Linked DNA regions of Oryctolagus cuniculus: regions 2 and 3 are each linked to region 1. The links are chromatin contacts, called in public Hi-C maps. All regions are on one chromosome and are shown on one strand. Each heading gives the region's core, a stretch centred on a gene start, on an enhancer-like site or on the middle of the called end of the contact. The rest is flanking DNA. Distances are from core to core; before and after follow the strand shown. Region 1 holds the start of CHN2 (chimerin 2). Region 2 overlaps CHN2 (chimerin 2). Region 3 has its middle 29 kb from the start of TRIL.

What was found. Hi-C and Micro-C count contacts between places; a contact is called where the count stands out from the background.
Region 2: a contact with region 1 is called in a Hi-C map of an unstated tissue, with 6 times the contacts expected there. The contact joins the enhancer-like site here to the promoter of CHN2 in region 1. A contact is called at or near these places in 2 of 6 Hi-C or Micro-C datasets (ear pinna and an unstated tissue).
Region 3: a Hi-C map of psoas muscle shows a contact between it and region 1, with 6 times the contacts expected there. The contact joins the enhancer-like site here to the promoter of CHN2 in region 1. A contact is called at or near these places in 3 of 6 Hi-C or Micro-C datasets (ear pinna, psoas muscle and an unstated tissue).

Annotation. Positions count from the first base shown.
Region 1 is chr16:20,754,450-20,759,298 of mOryCun1.1, forward strand. CHN2 (chimerin 2) reads left to right here and starts at 3,288. Exons shown (of 13, transcript XM_070059690.1): 1 at 3,288-3,762. The coding sequence starts at 3,714.
Region 2 is chr16:20,909,417-20,913,657 of mOryCun1.1, forward strand. The region is part of intron 2 of CHN2 (chimerin 2); the gene reads left to right. Among named protein-coding and RNA genes, the nearest start is that of CHN2, 150 kb to the left of the region's middle. Within about 2 kb of position 1,840, at least 1 of the 8 cell types and tissues checked has an H3K27ac peak or open chromatin away from gene starts, as enhancers often do.
Region 3 is chr16:20,501,342-20,505,737 of mOryCun1.1, forward strand. No RefSeq gene overlaps it. Among named protein-coding and RNA genes, the nearest start is that of TRIL, 29 kb to the right of the region's middle. Within about 2 kb of position 2,555, at least 1 of the 8 cell types and tissues checked has an H3K27ac peak or open chromatin away from gene starts, as enhancers often do.

The DNA.
Region 1 (4,849 bases), core at 2,038-4,537:
GATCCGCCATTTGAGTCAATAGGAAGGCTGGCTCCAGCTTGGGAATCAGAAAAGAGCCCTGAGTGGGTGCATTCCAGTTGATCTGTACTGTATGTAAGGTGGGCAGCAGGCAGGGCCTAGGCAGGAGCCAGTGCAGCCAGTCTCAAGGGGCCCCAGTCAGAGAGGGTCAGTTTTGCCAAGAGGCGAATGGAGAGAAGTTAGAAGGCTTTGAATACCTAGTGAAAGCTAAAACAAAGCGGTGATGTTTTAATCATAGCTAGAACAAAGTATTAACAAGTATCCTTTGATCCCAAAGTAGAATATCTGAAAAAGAAACTTCTAACAGAGTAGATTTCAGATAGACCTAAGATCTCTGTAGCACCAATAATCCCTTGCCCTCTGGCCTGTAGGAGTTACCTAGATTTAACACTCTACATGAATGAATAAAATATGCAAACTATTTTTCTCCTTGTTTCATTTGGAGAAATACTTCAGATGGTCCACAAACAGGTTTCGGAACCAACTGGTGGAGGAGGGGTTAGCGTTCTATTCAGCCTCTGCCTGCTGATTTACTGATGGGAAACATTTGTGGGAAGAGCAGCAGACCTAGGCCTTTGAATCCAGGAAAGAAGAGAGCGAGCCACACTGCCTGCCACGTTTCCTCCATCGCTCGTGCTTGACCAATGCCAGTGATCAAGCAACCCTCAGGTTTCAGTTCTGAACCTGGCGTTTTCTTATTTCTTCAAAATAAGGGGCTTCTCCCGAACAGGCTGGGCCTGCTGTGTCATCACATTTCTGCTCAACAAGCATTTTTGTTGGCCTTGTAGTTGCCTTCTGGCCTCGAGCCTTTTAGAAAAGAGTGAGTCTTCATTTTCTGCTACATTTGTACAGCACAGGGCGGCCCTGGGGTGGTGCCTTCACAGCAAGTGCCCTTCTGTTCCCTTGTCTTTGTTTTTCTTTATTATTATGTTTTGCTTTCCTTTTTAATGTTATTTGAGAGGAAGAGAGGGAGAGAGAAATCTTCCATCCTCTGATTTACTCCACAAAATCCTGCAACAACTAGGACTGGGCCAGGCTGTAGCCACGAGCTGGGAATGAAGTCCAGGTCTCCTATGTGGATAGCAAGGACCCAGCTACTTGAGCCATCACGTGCCGCCTTCCAGGGTGGCCATTAGTGGGAAGCTGGGACAGGGGGCTGGAGTCAAGTCCCAAACCCAGGCACTCCGATGCGGGAGGCTGGTGTCTTCACGGCTAAGCCAGACAGCTGCCCCCTATTTGTTGTCTGGAATCATGAAAGTCATCTACGTGACCGGGCCATGCTTTGCTTTCTCTAAGTAACTAAAGCTTATGAAGGCAATGCTATCGATGCTACCATCCGAACTGCACAAATAGAGTCTGAGTTGCATTTCTGTGACTTCAGAGTAATGAAACTTATACTTGTTGCTCAATTTGGGACAAGAAAGGTGTAGCTCGTGGGTCAGGGAGGAGCTGTTTCCCCTGGTAGAACAAATCACTGCTGATTAGCTGTCTCCTGATAAAAAGAAAGTTGCTTAAACTACAGGCAGGATCCTTCAGGCAGCAATTTACAATTGGTTGGGAACATGGACTTTGGGCCAGGAGCATTGTGGTTTTGTACATATCTCATTTAACCGTCACTTAACACACTCCCTTATCTGGGTTTTTTGTTGTTGTTGCAGGTGAGGCCCACCAAGTCAGTCATTTGCTAAAGATCTCACGGCTGGCAAGGGGACGACCCAGGGTGTGAACCCAGGTTTGTCTTCTTCAAAGCCGGAGGAGCAACACTCCTGCTGGGGTGCAGGGCCGAGCCATTGAAAGACCTGCAGGGATGCAGGCCAAGGCCACCTTCCATTAGGACCTGGGGAAGGGGGGAGTTCTGCTCCTAGAGAGAGGTCAAGGGCATGCAGCTCCCTGAAGGGTTCCCAGTGCAGTTGCACCAAGGCTGCCCGGCACAAAAGAGGGAGATGTTGGGAGAGGATGGAGGAAGCGACCAGGCAGCACGGCTTACAAGGTGCAAGCCGATGATGGCCTGAAAAACACGGTCCGAGGCCACTGGCAGGCACTGCCCGGCCCTGCGCGCTTCAGCAAGCCACACTTTAAAGAAGCAGCCTTACTGGGAAGACACACTGGCATCCTGCAGGGAACGCATATGGCCGACATCATCTGGGGAGCATGACATGGGTGCGTACTGTGATTACTTAACATTTATTATCCACACGGTGTTAGCTCCACGTGGACCCCCCCAGGACCTGGCTGCTGTTCCCCAGTCGCTTCCGCTAATTTTTAAATTGACTATGTCCTTTTAGCCGTGTTTTCAGAAATTGAGCCACCCCGACGTGAACACTTTCCATTTTGCTATATAATGAGAGCATTTTCGTTCCTTTAATGTTTGCTTTTCCCTTTGATCTACCAATTTCTGTTCAAATTTCACAGTTTTCTGTTGCTTCAGGATTCAAAGAACCGATTGCCCTGCTGGGAGCGTGAAACAGACTTAAAAAATCTGTGTGATACTTCCTCCCAGTGAAATTAATTGAGGTTTAAATGGGGGTGGGAGGAGGCACACACCTTGCACGGCAGTCTGTCTCACACCTGAGTGGTCCCTGGCCCTTAAAGGGTGCAGTCAGACCCTCTGCCAAGTCTCCGGGCTCTTGGGAGGCTCTTCTGCCCGACGTAGTCGGAGAATCTCTTTGACACTGGCTTTGTGTGAGCCCCAGTTAGCACACTCAGGACGTCCGTTTCTTTGAAGGCCACTCTCCGAAGCCCCGTTGCCCCGGCGGGCACAGTCCGTGCCTGGGATACTTAAGTGTAGCTGGAGTGGCTTCCGGGGTGTTTGGGGAGCTGGGCAGGGGTCTTCAGCTCCAGAAAAACAAAGGACAAATCTGGAAGGCAGTGGAAGGCGCGCTGCCCAGCCGCCCTGGCCATTCCTGAGCCCCTCGGCCCAGCCCCGCGTCCAGCGCGATCCCGCCCTCGCCCTCCGGGTCGCCGGGCGCCACCGCCTCCCCCTGCAGCCCCGCCCGGTCGCCTTCAGACCCCGCGAGCAGCGCTGGGCGCGGCAGCCGCGCCCCCGCCGGCCTCTCCAGCACCTCGGGGGCCGCTCCCACCCTCGGCTTCCCTCCCGCCAGCCCCCGAGGCAGGAGCTGTCAAGCCCGCGGCAGCTGAACCAGCCCGCGGCTCCGCTCCTTCCTTTGTGTGCGCGCGAGCCGGGCTGGGGCGGAGGGAGGAGGGGGAGGTCGCGCTGTCGGTGTGTCTCCCGCCGCCGGTGCCCGTGCAGCTCAGAGTACGGCCGCGGAGGCGGGAGCCCAGCCCGAGGGTGAGCGCAGGGCTGGCGGGGCGGCTCGGGGCCGCCGGCGCGCCCAGGTCCCAGCCGCGCGCGGGGTAGCGCCGACGGCCGTGACGCTCGGCCAGAGCCCCGACCCGCGCGCCCGGCCAGCCGACCCCCGTGCGCCCTGCGCTCGCACCTTCCTCTCCCAGGCCCCCCGAGAAAAGCGCGCAAAGGCGCGGAGAGGGACGGAAACCACAAATAAATAGCGGCGGCAGCAGCGCGTCATCTGGTGGAGCAGGAAGTGCAGGCAGAGTCCGGAGGCTCGTGCTTTCTGCGCGTCCCCAGCACTTTGCCATGGGCTGGGGGCCGCGGAGGCTGCGAGCGGCCGACCCAGGACAGCGGCGGCGGCGCCGGCAGCGCGGCTGAGCGAGCAGCGACGCGCGGGGCGCCCGAGATGGCTGCGTCCAGCAACTCCAGCCTGTCCGGCTCCTCGGTGTCCTCCGGTGAGTTCCAGCTCCGCGGGCGCGGCGGCCGTGCCGGGGCGCGCCCCCTGCCCTCGCCCCGCGCCCTGGCACGCCCCGAGCTACCTGTGGCGGGCCGGCGGCGCTCCACGGCGGGGCTGGCGTGCGGGGGGCACACTCGTTCGGCTGCCGGAGGGCCCCTCGGCGCCCACCGCACCTAGGCGCCGACAGCTGACAGAGCCGAGGCGGGCGGCGGTGGCGCCCTCCGTGTGCGGGCGCCGGGGTGCTGGGCTGCGGGCGCAGCAGGCGCGCGGCGAAAGGAGCCTGGCAACCTCGCGCTGGGTGGCGCCGCGGGAGTTGGGGGCCGGCGGGGCGGGGAAGCTTAGGGCGAAGCGGGGCGCCCCCGACCTGTTGGCGGCGCGGCGCCCGCCACCCTGGATACCCAAATCCCAAGGCGAGGGGCGCACACCCTGGCTCCTCGCAGACTTGGTTTTCTTTCTTTGTTTCAGAAATGAGCGCTGTGGAGACGCTCGCTTGAGGCACGGGTGGGAGGTCGCAGCGGGGTGGGCTGGTGTCCTGGTCTTGATGGAAGTGGGTTTGGGGAAGCGAGGTCGAACCCAGCTCCTGACTCGGCACCTTTACATTGTGTGTGTGTGTGTGTGTGTGTGTGTGTGTGTGTGTGTAGAGAGAGAGAGAGAGAGAGACTGACTGACTGACTCTCCTTGGACATTTCCTTAGGATACTCTGTAATTTTACTTTGAAGGCGAACATTTCACCCCTTTGCAGTGTGGCTGAGCAAAGGGAAGGCTTATTTGAGCCTTTCTACAGTTGATCAGCGGATCTAACTGGAGAAAAAATTAGCTAACGACTCTGAAGGAGTAGGAATCAATGGACAGACTCCGATTCCTGAGTATGACAGGTTTCTAATCAGAATGATGCATTAGGCAGGGCTCCCCGCGTCTGTGGTCACTGAGAACTCTAATGGCAAGCCCTGAAGGGCTGGCTGGTGTGTACCAGGCAGTATTGAAGGGGCAGGAAGGTCTTGAGTCCTAATGGAAGTGCTCGATGTGTTAATAACGTATTAAGCCCTGTTGTGGTCTTTTTATTGTTCCCAAATTAAACTCCAAGG
Region 2 (4,241 bases), core at 590-3,089, 150 kb after region 1:
CAGTCACTATTGACTGGCTTACTTGCCTGTTCTTCACTCCATTGCTGCAATGGGCTGAATGCCCCAAACCGATTCGGACCTATCGCTGGGTCTCAGGGCAAGATCCATCTTATGTCCACATGGCTTAAAAACTTGTGGTAATGTTAGGAGGAGGGAGGGGGAGATGGATGTTACGAAGCAGCTGCAAATCCTGACTTATAAATGTAGAGAATTAAGGAAATTTTAGAAGTCAGCCCTCAATATTTTATACAAATAGTGCTCATTAATTACTCATTCAACAGACACATACTAAATCTCTGCATTTGTGAAATCTATGCCTTCATTGTGCTCACAGTACTTGGAATTGTGGAACCTTAAGGATGAATAGGAGTGGGTCTTGCTTCCTTTTACCCTGGTTTCCCCTCCTTCCCTTAGAAGCTAACATTATCAAGTTCTTGGCTACTTTCACAGAATAATCTTGTCCCAAAGTCTCCTGCATTGGTGCTAATCTGTTGTTCTCAAAACTCAAAAACATTGATGAAGTCACTGAGAAAGATTTAATTTCTATGCCCTAAAAAGACATTATCTTCAAGTTCAGTGGGAAAAAAAATAAAGCCACGTTCTAATGCTTATGCCAGAACTGTATGAACTATGTGCCCCCAGCAGACAAGTTCAAATCCAACCGTCATGGGTATGCTCTGAAAGATTTTCTTTTCTGAGAGGCCAAGTGCCAATTGGGCAGCTGGTGTGGTGGCTAACAGTGCTCCCAGGCGTCTGCCCTGGGCAGCAGGTTACGGAGTCCTAGCTTCTGCCAGTTTTCCTAAATAGGATTATAGAACCTCAAGTCCTGACCAGCAGACCCCCTGCATCAGAGCCACCTGGTGGGAGTATTTACAGTGATTGTCCCATAACTCTCTCCAGGCCTCTGATTATGAAAAGCAAGGTGGGGAACTGCAATATATTTATTTATGTTTAAGATTTATTTTATTTGAAGAGCAGGGTTAGAGGGAGAGGGAGAGAGAGAACATATGCTTCCTCTGCTGGTTCATTCCCCAAATGGCCACAATGACCAGGGTGGACCAGGCCAAAGCCAGGAACCAGGAGCTTCTTCTGGGTCTCCTATGAGGGTGCAGGGGCCCAAGGACTTGGGTCATCTTCTGCTTTCCCAGGTGCATTAGCAGCAAGCTGCATTGGAAGCAGAGTAGCTGGGACTTGAACCAGCACCCATATGGGGTACCGGCATTGCAGGAGGCAGCTTAACCCATTACACCACAATGCTATCCCAAGAACTGCAATTGATTAAGCCCCAAAGGTGTTCTTTCTGCACACTGATGTCCAGGACCCTGATTTGAAGGTATAAAAGCTGTTTCTTGGCTTTCTCCCAGTGCCACTAGGGAAGGGAAGTCAACTCCAGTAAAACTTGACTTTGTTAGCAAGGCAGGGTCCTCCCATGGCAGCCTGGGGGGCTGGGAAGCACCTGCAATTCCCTGCCTTTACCCTTGAGAAGTTCCCATGACCTCTGGCTCAGCCACATGACCGCGTGGCCGGACGCTATTCATGGGTCCACTTGTCCACTTTAGAAAGAAGTGGCCTGTGAGAAGCCATCCCCGTGGTCTCCTAGGGACTGATGGTCTGGACTGGGCTTCAGCATATGCAGCCATGAGTGCCCAGGTCATTGGCAGGGGTGGGTTGATTCTGTCCCCCAGGAGGGCCAGGCAAGCTTTCTTATTGCGGAAGAGGCAAGGTGAGCTCTGGATTGCTCATTCTGCTTTCAGATCCTTGGGGAGGTGGCTTCTACCCTTGCCCAACAGCTTATTCCCAGGCTAGGCCTTCCCTTGGGTACCACGGAGGGCTCTGGGCTGAGAGTGCTGGGAACGTATTCAGAACATTCCCGTGGGAGCAAATCCCAGCATGCCATTTCTCAGCTCCCAGCACTGCCCAAACAGTGACATTCAGCCTTGGATTTTGTTCACGAGATGTGTGTGTTGAGCAAAGAAAATCCAAGAAGTGACATTTTGAGATTGTGTGACAGGTTTCAGTTAGGGTAAGCATGTCTGGGAGGTGTTTCTTCCCGGGTGTGTGTTTGGTCATTGCTGACTGGGAAGGTGGTGGGCAGGCTGTCGATTAAAGCTAGAAGAGATCAGGCCCTGTTTTTCACCTGGCTGCTCTTGCCACGTTGCCTTCTCCTTATCTTTAGAGACAGATGCATTAGCCCTTGGCAGATACACTTGCGAGCCTGGTGGCCCACTCCCGTGGCTGCCAGCAGCACAGAGCAGCTCTTGCGACTCCAAGCCTGCTCAGCAAGATGCAAGTGATGGATGAGTGTCACATCTACCGTCAAGGGTGCAGAAGGGGGAGGCAGCCCCAGGGCTCTGCCCAGAGCCTCTGCCCTGCCCTCCTGCAAGTGGCCCCTGGGCTAGCAGTGCACTTGCTGGGTTTCCCACTTGGTGACTACTGCGTTTCTTTCTGCCACAGCCCAGAGTGGCTCCAGACCACCAGGCTTTGGGACTTAGCCTGTTGACGTAGGAGAGGAACTTTCCAGAAGGGCCCCATCGCCTGCCTCCCCTCCTTCTGCGTGTCTCAGGACTCAGCTCCTGGCTACCAGGCGGTTTTTCACCAAGTCCTGTCAATCATCCTGTGCAATCAACTACCTTCTCGCCTGCATTTCCACCAGTGTTACTGCAGCTTAGACCTTCACAGTCCCTTTTGTGTGCAAGTAAACCACTCTTCTCTCCTTCTCCCCCTCTCCCTCTACCCCTCCCCCTCCCCCTCCTTCTTCCCCTCCCTCCCCCCCCTCCACTGTTGCCCCTCTCTGATGCCTCTGAAGTGAGGGATCATTCCCGGAAATGGGGTCTGGGAAGCTGAATTTCGCAGCAGCGTCTCAGAGCTTCCCACACGGGATGCAGCCACCGTCTGCCAAAGCCGAGAGAGCAGGGTTTGGTTCAGGGATGCCGGCTCCGCACCTCGATGTTGCCCTGTTAGCCGTGTCACGCTGGCATTTTCTAAGATGGCAGGCATCTCCAGTGGTTTCCCAGGGAGTGAGAATGAGTCCCCTTGGGAGCATAACTGGGAAAATAAGATGCAGATAAGGCTTCTGGCACATAGTAGGTGTTCAAAAAGTGGAAGCCTCTGTTCCTCCATAGGCTCATCCTTGTCACCCTTGTTCTAAAACAGACGAGACTGCGTCCCCTTCCTGTTCAGGATGTGGTGCAGACGTCCGAGTCCAGCCTTGGGTGTGTGCCTCCCACACATCCACACCGGGGCCCAGCAGGTGCCTGCCACACATCCACACCGGGGCCCAGCAGGTGCCTCCCACACATCCACACCGGGGGCCCAGCAGGTGCCTGCCACACATCCACACCGGGGCCCAGCAGGTGCCTCCCACACATCCACACCGGGGCCCAGCAGGTGCCTCCCACACATCCACACCGGGGCCCAGCAGGTGCCTCCCACACATCCACACCGGGGCCCAGCAGGTGCCTCCCACACATCCACACCGGGGCCCAGCAGGTGCCTCCCACACATCCACACCGGGGCCCAGCAGGTGCCTCCCACACATCCACACCGGGGCCCAGCAGCCCTGATGGCCCCTCGCCGACTCTTGAGCAAACCATCCTCTCTTCCCCCTGCAGCTCTGCCTGCACCTGACTTTCACCTGCAGAAACCCTGTGCCTCTGCCCCTCACTGAGCCATCCCTGAGCATCAAGGCTTCCTCCTCTCTCCCGCATGAAAGCCAATGGCCCACCTTGCTTTGTTTTCTCTGCCCGCACCTTCCTCACTGGGTCCCAGGCTGCTCGAGGCACAGGCGATGGTCCCTGGGCTCTTAATTTCTTTACCCACCCACCACTCACCCAGTCTGCATGAAGCACCCACCATGTGCCAAGCACTGTTCTTGGTTCTGGGGACACTAAGTGGACAGAACCTGCCCGCGGACAGCATGCATTTGAATCCAGGAAGATAATACATAAAATAAATATTTACATTTTCTCCCTCCCCTCCTTTCCCCCTCACCTTTCCTCCCCCTCCCATTACATTTAACAGTGCTAATGGTGATGAGCAGAATCACAATGCCATGTAAGGGGGTGGAGTGATGGGGTGGAATTTATTTTTAAAGATTTATTTGTTGACTTGAAAGGCAGTGACAGAGGCAGAAGGAAAGAAACACACACAGAGGTGTTTCGTCTGCTGGTTCACTCCCAAAATAGTTGCAATGGCTGGGTCTGGCCCAGGCTGAAGCCAGGAGCCTGGAACTCCATCTGGGT
Region 3 (4,396 bases), core at 1,305-3,804, 250 kb before region 1:
TGGGACTCTGCTCTGAGAACGTGGAATCCGCGGGCTTGAGCCCTTGGTGGAGTTACACGTGTAAGTCCCCACAGTGGCCACCAGAGGGCGGCACGCAAAGCTACTGGGCCCGCACAGCCGACACCTGTTGCTCTTTCGCCTGCACGTGCGCCGTGCCTGCCCTCCTGGGCTAGTATTTTTAAAATTAGATCATATAATTGATTAGCTATTACGAATCCCTTACCCAGTTAGTAAACGCGACAGTGCAGGCAAAATGCCTTATTCGGTGCCACTAAATGTTTAATGCCGTTTATTAAGAATACTTAGGAACTTGCTATTTTTATCGTCGCCCCTAACCCATTTTGAAAAGAGAAGGCACTACCCATTGCTGCTACCTTATTCCTAGGAAATATGTCCTCGCTCAGGCTCTCGCCGGGTTATCATGTCGCTCTCGAGTTGCTGGATCAACCCCAGTACACACAGGTGGCTCCGGCCAGGCATTCTTTAAATACTTTTGATTTTTTTGCTAAATATCTCTTTAAACGCCTCCCATGGCCCCATTACCACGTATTTTGCGAAAATGCACACACTGTACTCACAATTCCTACCACTGCCTTGGGGGGAGCAGTCCCTGAGAAAACCACATTCTCCCCACGACCACCGCCCGCGCCAGTGGGGCTTGACGGACAGACAGGACAGCCCCTCGGCACACCCACGCCACAGGTGAGCCGGCCCCGTCTCACAGATGCCGGCGACCCCCGCTCCATCTGCAGTACGGCGGAGAGGCACGCGTGCTTGATTTCAACAACAAGCCGACTTTCGGCCGCGGATCCACTCCCATCGCAGGGCCGCGAGCCGCAGTGAGCCCCGCGGCCACGCGGTGGCGCCATCTGCTCGCGGGATACAGCGGGGCCGCGCCTCGGAGAACGCCTCGTCCCGCCCGAAGGCCGGCTCCCGCGACCCGCCGCGACCATCGCCACGACCATCGCCACCCCTGCGACACCTCACCCGCCTGAGGGGCGGGGAGCGAGGTGGGCGTCGCGGCGCCTCACGCATCTGCCTGTGCTCACAGCCCCCGTCTGCACGGCGGGCTCCTGCTGAGCGCGACCCGAGCCCGGACCTCGCCTGGGCCACCCCCAAGCCGCCCCTGCACAGCCACTCCTGTGTCATTGTCCCCGTCTGCCCCGCCACTCGCAGGGCCGTGCGATCCCCTCCACACCGCGACGCCTGGTGCTGGAAGTTTCCCCCGCCTCCCCCGCGGGTGCCGGACCGCCCGCGGCCCCCCGCGCCAGGTCTGTTTTCAGCTGCTTAGGGCGGGTTTGGGTGCTGGCAGGGTGGGGCTCCCGGTGGACATTGAGGGTACTGACATGCACACGGCGGGGGGGACCCCCGGCCCGTGCCACCTCTGCTTTTAGGGGGCGTCCTAGCAGCGGAGTCTAACGCGGGGTTCAGGCTGGGCCAGCCCGGGGGCGCCGTCACAAGACAGTGACAAGGGAGCAAAAGGTTATTTAACAAACACTCACGCCGCAGGTTTCTGTCCTTTCAGGGCGCCTGGGATAGTAGTAGAAGACGGCCCAGTGCCTGGGCCCCTGCACCTGCGTGGCAGACCCTGACGAAGCTCCTGGCTTCAGATCAGCTCGCTCGCGCTCTCTCTCTCTCTCTCTCTCTCTCCACCCCGAATCCATCCCTTAAAATCTGATTTTTGGAGATCTTAAAATCAGAACTACTTTACTAGCTCAGTTTCTGGGTTGTGCATGTTCACTCTCTGCTGAATGAAATGCCAGCTCCCACAGCCTAAGTCAAACTTTATTTTCTGGGAAGGATTCATCTTTCGGTGAAGACAACGCAAGTGTCTACCGCACCGTCCTACCGGGCGCTCTGTCCCTGGGGCTAGTTCCTTTGGGGTGAGGTCGCACACACCAACGAGCCCAAAGAGATCTCCATGCGATCTAACAGTGTGCTGCTCCCACTTGGGGTGGGGGGATTTATAACATGGTTCGGGGGCCATACAAAATGATCAACTTAAAATCAGCCGGCAGCACCGGCCTCCCCTATGGGCGCAGGTCCGAGTCCCGGCTGCTCCACTTCCGATCCAGCTCTCTGCTATGGCCTGGGAAAGCAGTAGGAGATGGCCCAGGTGCTTGGGCCCCCACACCCACGTAGGAGACCGGGAAGAAGCTCCTGGCTCCTGGCTTCGGATCGGCGCAACTCCAGACATCTTGGGGAGCGAACCAGCGGATGGAAGACGGGGTCAGGGCTAACACCCTATCACCCGTGGACAAAGCATTAGAACAGGCCCTGGATGTCTGGTGCTAAGCGGCCTCCCCGTGCTCTCCACACCGTCACTAACTCGCGCGGGGCGGCGCCGCTGACCACAGGAACCCCCTCTTGGTGGGGGGGGAGGGGGTTCTGGAGGCCCCGCCCAGAGACCGCGGCCCAGCTCGTGTGCTGCCGCCGCTGAGCCGTGCGGGCTCTCACGGACCCACGGCCTTCCCGTCGGGCGTCTGCAGCCACGGGATGTTCTCTCTGCTCTCGCGGCTGTCGGGGCGCGCAGGAAGGGGCGGCGTGGCCTGGGCGGAGCCCGGCTCCCGCTTCCCGCCCGACCCCGCCGCGGCGCGTGTGCCGCCCGAAGCAGCGCCTGCCTTCTACGAAGTGGCCGCTGGGGGGCAGGCTAGTGCAAGAAGCAGCACCTGCTCGCAGGCTCCAGCTGAATCCCCAGGCAGGAAAATGCAATTAGGATGGGACAGGATGCGGGGGCAGGGACCGCGAAGGAGTGTGGGGATTCCACTTCTCCGGAGCCACGCGCCCCCACCCCAAATTCCAACACTTACCCGAATGACAAAACACTATGGGAGAACAGCCACTTTTTTGTCTCTTAGTTTTGGGCAGCTGGACTGCGTGTGCTCCTGGAGATGAGAACGGGCTAATTTCTAAGTCCTTCACTGCTCCCAAGCCCAGGGTAGATGCCGAAGGAGTGGACCTTGGCCAGGGAAGTTTGCCCTCCGGGGACAGCTGGCCAGGCCTGGTGATGTTTGGGGAGGCAGAGCCAGGGCTGAGTGCCGTGCAGAGAAAGGCATCCAACGGCCAAGGCCAGGCGCATCTGCAGAGACCCCCACACGCACACACACATGAGGAAGCGCGTGGCTGCACGGGTCCGTGTCCATGGGGCCCAGCCGGTCAAGGCCTGGCCCATGCAGCCGCTCTACTCGTCACATCCCTAGGACCCTAGAGCGCAGTGTGGCCATGGGTTAACCCCGCGCACCCTTCCAGCCCGCATCCTTTCCAGACGCTGACCTGGTCTGTTTGGCTGAAAGGCCCACCCTGGAGAGGCCCACTGCCTGCAAGCCCCAGGCTCTGCTACCCGCCAGCCTCCCAAGGGCACCGCAGGTAGCACATGGGCTCTCTGCAGGGTGCTGCCGACCTCTGTGAAAATGAGGGTAAAAAACAAGGTCATTTGGGGGCAAAACAGCTTTGAAAATCCATGCATAGTTTGTCCATCACATGCATTTTCCATGAAGGCGCTGCAGGCCTGTACGGGTGTCGGGATGATGCACCTCTAACAGGATGTAGCCCAAGTTCACCCGCAAGGCCCCTCGCTGTTAACCAGTATGCGGCGGCTACGTGGGGGGCGCTCCCATTTCTTTTTTCCCCGAGGTCACATGGGCTGAGGCCTAAATCCTTCCCCAGCAAGTTCCTGAACCTCTGTGGGCCTCAATTTTCCCATCTCTAAAATGGGTGTGGTAACAGTACTCATTGCATAAAGATTAAATTAACTAATACAAGTATTGCTGATCCAGTGCCTGGCACACGATGAGTGCTAAGATATAAGTAACTGAAAGTAGGAGGGGTGAACTGAAAACAAAAGTGATACCAAATGATGGGCTGGCAGTGGCCGGGGCTTCCTGGGCCAGGATCCCAGGGGCACCCATGTTCAGGGGCTGGGCTGGAGGGAACGGCATCCCCGACACAGGAGCTGCACGTTCGGTCCAGTCTTCTAGTTCTACCACGCAGGTCCCCTGCACACAGAGTCCCTGGTCACAACCCAGAGGCAGGCCTGAGACCCACGGGCCTGGGCCGCAGCTCGACACCTTCTCCCCTGTGATCAATAACCGCAGTATCGATGGGACCGGGTTGACAAACTTCTCCACGGCTCGCGGTCTGGGCCCATCCTCCGCCGGCCCTCTGAGGTGCCTGCTGTCTCGCGGGCACTCGGTTCAAAGGGCCCCGAAACAAGCTCTGCCTTTGCCTCTGCCCAGCAGGGTTCACCTTGAGAACAATGGACAGCGAATGAGGTCAAACACGGTGCCCACACGGCCAGGGCGCTGCAGCACCGCCATCCACTCTGTCCTCGGCTGCCCAGGCAGGCGGTGAGTGACTGCTCATGTTCGGGCTGCCCTGGTTGCTGAGGCCACCAGGG